Regions from separate parts of the Anser cygnoides genome. Here region 1 is linked to region 2. A link is a contact called in public Hi-C data. All regions are on one chromosome and are shown on one strand. Each heading gives the region's core, a stretch centred on a gene start, on an enhancer-like site or on the middle of the called end of the contact. The rest is flanking DNA. Distances are from core to core; before and after follow the strand shown. Region 1 holds the start of GAPVD1 (GTPase activating protein and VPS9 domains 1). Region 2 overlaps MAPKAP1 (MAPK associated protein 1).

Region 1 (3,286 bases), core at 26-2,525, 99 kb after region 2:
CTGCTGGCTGGGCGCGATGCGGCCTCGCACGACTTGGCGGCCCAACGACTGCTGAGGTCACGGCGCGGACGGGCATCGAGTCCAGCGCTGGGACTGCCAGCCCGGCCGACAAGGCCGCTCCTCCCAACGCGCGTACCTCTAGGCTTGCGCTTGCAGGAATGCTAGGGGAAGCTAAAGAGTTGGATGTCGTTTATTACGTGAGAATTTGTCCCGACAGAGGATTTAAGAAGCTTATTCTCTAAGAAAAAACAGAGGTAATCGCAGACACGTCAGTGGTGCCATTTGCAGCGTAACCGCTGCGGACTCGCAGGGAGTTCACCTGGGCACAGCACCTCGTCGCAGCGCGCAGTGACAGCTGTGCTCCACGGCTCCTGACATCCCTGGTGCTGCGAATCCCCCAGGGCGAACACCCTGGCGAATACCCCCAGGTGCCCTGTGGTAAGGACCGGGCATCCAGGCCTCAGCACGGGGCCGGTGGTGGTGTAGGTAGGAAAGCAAGTCCCTGAGTCACCGCGGCTGCTCTTTCTATGCCTAAATCGTCTGTAAAGCTCCTCCAAGGGCCAGCTCAGCACAAGAGCCACCCATTTACGCTTTATATCTGTTATTCTCTGAACTATTATGTGTGTGCCTCTTCCGTACTGGCACAGGTACCGCCTTGCATTTTCTCCTCTGATAAAAGAGAATGCCTTATGCAATTGATTTCTAAAAAGCCAACTGACGTTTTAGAAACAACCTTGGCAAACTGAAATACAACAAGAAAACGTTTATCGAGCGTGACCACACAACGTGTCACCAAACTGCTGTGCCTGGTACCAGGCAGCCGGCTGTCAGCATTGCTCCCAGCAGCACCACAGGACACCAGGGGTGTTTACGGCATTACTCCCCCAGGAAAGCTGACAGCAACGAGCCTGAGGCCTAGCAGCACGCAGCTGTCCCCTCGCCTGCACCAGGCTTCCTGGGAACCCAAAGGGGCTCTTTACAGCTCCCGGACACACGGCTGTGCTGACGCCGCCCTCTTCCACGAGCTAAGCATCACTCACTGAAGAACTTCAGGAAACGTCCCCCCCGCACACGGGGCGGCTCCGAGGCGAGCCCTGCCCGCAGGCCGCTGCCGGCCCCGCTCCCCGCGGCTCCGTGCATCGCCCCCAGCCGCTCCCTCACGGCTCGGCCCTGGCACGGCCCAAGGGGAGCCAACGACCTCGCGGCCCCGTGATACCGCCCGAGCCCCCGGCCCGGCCCGGCCCTGCCGCTGGGCTCCGGGGCGGGAGCTCGGGGGTGCGCGGGGCCGTGCCCCCACCCGCCCCGTCCCGTCCCTGAGGCGCGAGGCGCGGCGGGCGGGGCGGGGCCGCGCGGTCACCATGGAAACTTCCAGAACGTCCCCCCGGCGCTGCCCCGTCCCCGCCGTGACGGCGTCCCGCGGCCAATGGGCGCCCTCCGCTTGGCTCACGCTTCTCCGCTGATAGGCCCGCGGCGCCGGGGCACGAACCAATCGGGCGGCGGGAGGGGCGCGCGCCCGGTGTGTCAGAGCGGCCGCGCGATCGTCGCCAATCGAGGAAGGCCAGCTTAGTGGCAGCCGACCAATAGGCGCGCTCCAGCGAGGGCTCTGCAGCCAATGGCGAGCCTCCACGCAGGAGTAACGGAGGGTATATATGGGCGGGCGGCGCGGCCTGGGCGTTCAGCGGCAGTTGGCGGCGCGGTCGGTGTCACGGTACGGATGGGACGGGAAGGGGTGGGGGGATCGGGGCCTGCATTGGGCCTGGCCTGGGCCTGGGCCTGGCGGGGGGGCGGGGGGCAGGGCGGTTGCGCTGGGGGCCGGGGCCGGCGCGCCCCGCACGTGGCGCCTCCATTTTGTGACCCTTGGCTCCCCGGCAGGGCGGCGAGGGGCGAGCGGCCGGCATGAGGCATCTTCTGTGGGCGCTGCTGGTGCTGGGCTCCGCGCGGGCGGACGACGAGGAGAAGAAAGAGGACGTGGGCACGGTGGTGGGCATCGACCTCGGCACCACCTACTCCTGGTGCGTGGGGGGCCGCGTGGGGGGCAGGGGGCTGGCTGCGGGCCGTGGGCCCGGCTGGGGGCCTGGGAGAGCGGTTCCGGGGGGGCGGGGGGGGGAATCGGCGGAGCACGGGGAGGGGGAAGGGAGAAGCGGAACTTGAGGGGGGGAAGGGGAGGGCAGGCCCCCGTGCCGCCTGACGGCTCCGCTTCTCCTGCAGCGTGGGCGTTTTCAAGAATGGCCGGGTGGAAATCATTGCCAACGACCAGGGGAACCGCATCACCCCATCCTACGTGGCGTTCACGCCTGAGGGGGAGCGTTTGATCGGGGATGCCGCCAAGAACCAGCTGACATCCAACCCTGAGAACACCGTGTTCGATGCCAAGCGGCTCATAGGCCGCACCTGGAACGACCCCTCGGTGCAGCAGGACATCAAGTACTTGCCATTCAAGGTGTGCCTGGTTACGGGGTGGTGGATGGGGGGGTGGGTGGGGGTCAGGAGAACAGGCTGCAGATGCTGCTTGCTTTCTCTCTTGCCTGAGAAAAGCAAGGCCATTAAATCAGCGTTTTTATGAGCAACCCTGTGGCTTTTATAGCCCTGCTTTCAAATCAACTGTCTTAAAGGATTTACTGAATTATCAGAGAGAAGGAAGCAATCTGGCAGTTAGGAATAACTTTTGGAATTGCTGGAATATGACACCATGTCTTTTTCTTCGCAGGTTGTTGAAAAGAAAGCCAAGCCCCATATTCAGGTTGATGTTGGTGGTGGACAGACAAAAACATTTGCTCCTGAAGAAATTTCTGCTATGGTCCTGACAAAGATGAAGGAAACTGCAGAGGCTTACCTGGGGAAGAAGGTGAGTTGAGTGCTACTAACAAGAACTTAAAGCAGCAGCTGCCTTACAAAACTAAAGATAACTGGGCAGAATCTCAGGATTAAGCTTGCTGTCATAAACTTTGTTCAGTGCTTAGGCGGCTCAGCTGACTGTGGGGTTTTACTAGGACATAAGGAACAATGGGCTACTTGTTCCAGGCGTTGCTATGCTCATTTCTAAGGTGTGTAGCTTTTCCTTTATTTTTCTAATAATCTTCTCTTGCTACTTCTGCAGGTTACTCATGCTGTTGTTACTGTGCCAGCCTACTTCAATGACGCTCAGCGTCAGGCCACAAAGGATGCTGGTACTATTGCTGGACTGAACGTGATGCGGATCATCAACGAGCCGTAAGTAGCCTAAACCACTTTGCCTGCTGGTTGGCTGGGGGTGGGCTCTAGAGATCAGTCTCCTGAATTTGTTACT
Region 2 (3,586 bases), core at 976-3,475:
GTGAATGTCTTTGTGGTTACATAGAGTAGTAAATAATTGAGTTTGATTAGGGAGAGGGACCTCATTATCCCCCCACCTGTGCCCAGCTGGTAGGGGAGGGTCGAAATGAAGCCATTAGCTGTCTCTCTTACTGGCATCTCAAAGAGCTCAAATACATCTGTGTCTTATTTTCTTTTCTGGCACAATCAGTCGAGCAAGCTAAGCAGGCATGACCGAATTTGGCAAGTTCCAAGGACTCTGGCAAAGTTACACAAGGAGAAGACGGAGGGCAGCCATTCTGGCTTCTAACTGCCCATTAGTCTAGCGAGTTATGTTTTTGGAAAATGTCTGTTGTGGGAAGGAGTGCTTTGTCCAATGTCAAACACGGCATTCTCAAACAGTCCTCTTTGATGTCGAATATGATTTGTCGGAAGGAGTCAAACAAAGCACTGCATTCATGGAAATGCAGACTCCTTGAGATGATGAAGTAATACCTGAAAGACTTTGAATGAAGGTAGCTTAAAATAAATCCGTACTATCGTTTAGGGGTTTTTCCTTGGAAATTTTATTATCACAACTTGACATACAATATCTAATGGTGTTTCTAGGAGTTGTAACTCAGCTGCCAGTTGGCACATAGATGAAATTTGGCATACAGTTCCTCTCCTCTGTAGCACCTTTTTCTGTTTTAATATTATGTTTAAATTGCTTTGACTATTATATATATATATTTCAAAGCGACACCTCTGTTATACCTGGTAGATTAAGGTTTGAAGCATTTTAAAAATACCAGGCTTTCATAGTACATTTACAAATTCAATTCAAAGCTTTGAAATGTGTATTTTACTTAGGTTACAGAAACACTCCGCAGAAAGCCTCTTACCAGTTTTCACATGGGTGTAGGTAATCAGCAAAATATATATTAGAATACTCATAAAATGCAAACTTAAGAAAGTTAATGTAGGTTCGAAGTGAAGAAGGTGGGCCCCCAGGACAGCAAACAGGGAGGGGTAGGATCCCCAAGGAAGGAGTCAGAGCAGGAAGCTGATGTGTTACCTGTAGTAGTGTCAAAATGCAGACAGTTAAGCCCAAAAGCACACAGTATTATTTAAGGCTAACATTAGATCCACCAAATCAAGGTCATTTAGGCTCAGAATTAAAAGTATGGCTGGCAGCCATTCTGGTTCATATCACCGTGCACTTTATCCTAAAAATCGCCCAGCTCAGGTTAAGCACATTGTGTCAACGGGGACTTTTACTCTTAACTTTGACTCTGTGCTGCTCAAGTGGAAATCATTATTAGTCATTCCCTGACACTTTCGGCCGTGCCAGTCATTCTCTGCTGTGAGCTTTAAATGCTATAAATGTCGCTTCAGAAAAAAAAAAAAAAAAAGAAAAAAAAAAGATCCGAAGGACAGCTTTTAGAGAAGTTGTTTCTCATTCAGAACAGAAGCCTTTCATCTTCTGAGAGGTATTTCTTTATTTTTTTCACACAAGTCGAGCCCATGGAGAGGCCACTGCCAGTTTCCGTGCCGCTCCAGCCACCTCCCCCTGGCAGCACCCGGCACCAGCCCGCTGCGGCTCTCGCTTCTTCTCTTGTTTTCTTTTTCTTCTTCTGAACCTTGCCACCCTGGCTCCAGCACTCAGGCTGTAAAAGAAGATGGAAAGCCAAGTTACCGCAGAATGATCACTATCATTAACATTCACGGGTGGTTCACTTATCATTCCTGACTGCACAGACATGGCAGCCGTTATGAAACGTCCACAGGTGTAGCACGATGATACATATTACATTGTGCCACAATGGATTTATGTATTCTGTAACAAAAGAAAAGTGTAATGAAAAAATACAGAAGGTAATCCTTTATTCCTCCACAGCACAATTTATCAGTAATGCCTGTGGATGATAAGTGCCAGGGATTTCCTTTGCTTGATTTAACCTTGTCACCCAGGTATGTTTTTGCAAAATGACAGAAAATATAAGCTAAGGAATTTCTTTGGCTTCTAATTTGTAAGCAGCAGTTTTAATTGGTAGAATGACATCTGCTTGTCTGTCCTGTTTCCTAGTGTGTTGACTTAGGATAAAGGTACGGCACGTTAGCAGAGTAAGCTAACACATACGTAATTTATACTCATAATTAGGAAATGCTGGAGTTAGGCTGGGTGAGGACAGTTCATGTGCGCCATCAGTACAGAGCATGACCGAGAAGCTGGCCAGGCAGGGTGGGCGCGCGTCTCCTCCGGAGGAGCCTCCCTGTGCTGTCGGCCCGTGAGGACGCCTCGCTGCCGGCGGGTGATGCTCCAGGTGCCGCAGAGCAGGGGTGTCTCCAGGGCTCCCCACCTGCCCCGGCGCGGCGGCACAGACCCCCAGCGCGGCCTCGGAGCTCGCCAAGCACCGCAGGGCGTTAAGCGAGGTGGCACGGGTAGAGGAAACAATGCTGCCTGCTTATTGAACTGCAGCGAAGGAAGGGAGGGATAGTGCGTCTGAACTCTGACCGGCATTTCAAGCGCTTCTGGCTGCTTTCCAGAGCAAATATCCAAAAGTTTACAAATGTGGGGTGCGCTTTACATTTCATTGCTCTTGCCAAAGTTTCACTTACTGGATAGCACACTAAATATAGTAAAACACAGAGGTTTTTCTTATTTTGCTTTGATCAGTAAAATAAACTTTTAAAGATTGTTCTGGGATGAGATCCAGCTTCTGAGGCAAAGAATGGCTGGGGCTCAGGCATGATTTAGTAATAGAGTGTCAGGAAAATCAGGCTGACAGTTCTCAGGCCAGCTGCTCAATAGAAAGAATCGACCGAGTCAGGATGGGCTGAAACATGAGCAGGACCGACAACAGCATGTGCTCTTTAACAGCTCAAGTGTCAGGAACTGAAAGACAATTTTCCATTTTCAGGAGGTTCCAGATACGTCTTGGTTTTAGCAAACCCGAATTAGGTCAGCGGTGCTCCACGGCCGCGATTCGCCTTGCGCACAGCCGGAAGCGGGGCTGGTCCGCAGCACCCAGCTCTGTTTGGGAGAAAACACATGGCAGAAACACCTCATGCTGAAAAAAATAAAAGAAAAATTAGAACTCTAGTTGTTTTGGCCTTAGAATATTTTGGAAGGCTTTTTTTTTTTTTTTCCCCTGCAGTATTTTGATTTATTGTCCTGTATTTTGGTTGCAGTTCTCTGGAAACCTTTTGGTACTGCAGCGTGTTGTATACATTACCTGAAGGCGCCAGATGCCTTTGAATCTGTGCGCTGCCGCTTGGTTCCAGTTTTTCCTCAAACATCATGTCATTTGCATACAAGGGAAAAGGTAGTTTCTTTGGTTTCTTTTTTTTTTTTTTTTTTTAAGTATAGTACATTTCTATGAAAGATTTTCATTTTAAACAGTCCATTAAATTTAGCTCAGGGGGTCGATTCAGATTAGAGCTCTGCTGAGGTTGGGTGGCCAGGTGGATGCCCAGGAAGCTGGTGAGGTGATCAGAAGGCGTCGGACGTGCCACAACACTCGTGCACGCTGCAGTTCTCTGTAGCAGTTGAAGGAAATATTTGCTTATCAGTTAAGAGAGCTTAGGAAGGTCTCTGCTTTTACTATGTGGTGGTAGTCAAAACC

Evidence for each region. Hi-C and Micro-C count contacts between places; a contact is called where the count stands out from the background.
Region 1: a Hi-C map of liver shows a contact between it and region 2, with 2.5 times the contacts expected there. The contact joins the promoter of GAPVD1 here to the enhancer-like site in region 2. A contact is called at or near these places in 2 of 7 Hi-C or Micro-C datasets (both in liver).

The regions. Positions count from the first base shown.
Region 1 is chr20:1,164,480-1,167,765 of Taihu_goose_T2T_genome, forward strand. It overlaps GAPVD1 (GTPase activating protein and VPS9 domains 1), which reads right to left and starts at 1,276. Exons shown (of 27, transcript XM_066980967.1): 1 at 1,041-1,276. HSPA5 (heat shock protein family A (Hsp70) member 5) reads left to right here and starts at 1,557. Exons shown (of 9, transcript XM_066980975.1): 1 at 1,557-1,708; 2 at 1,873-2,012; 3 at 2,209-2,440; 4 at 2,708-2,845; 5 at 3,098-3,210. The coding sequence starts at 1,613.
Region 2 is chr20:1,064,951-1,068,536 of Taihu_goose_T2T_genome, forward strand. All of the region lies in intron 6 of MAPKAP1 (MAPK associated protein 1), which reads left to right. Among named protein-coding and RNA genes, the nearest start is that of MAPKAP1, 57 kb to the left of the region's middle. Within about 2 kb of position 2,226, at least 2 of the 3 cell types and tissues checked have open chromatin away from gene starts, as enhancers often do. A contact at or near this core is called in liver, where this site is marked.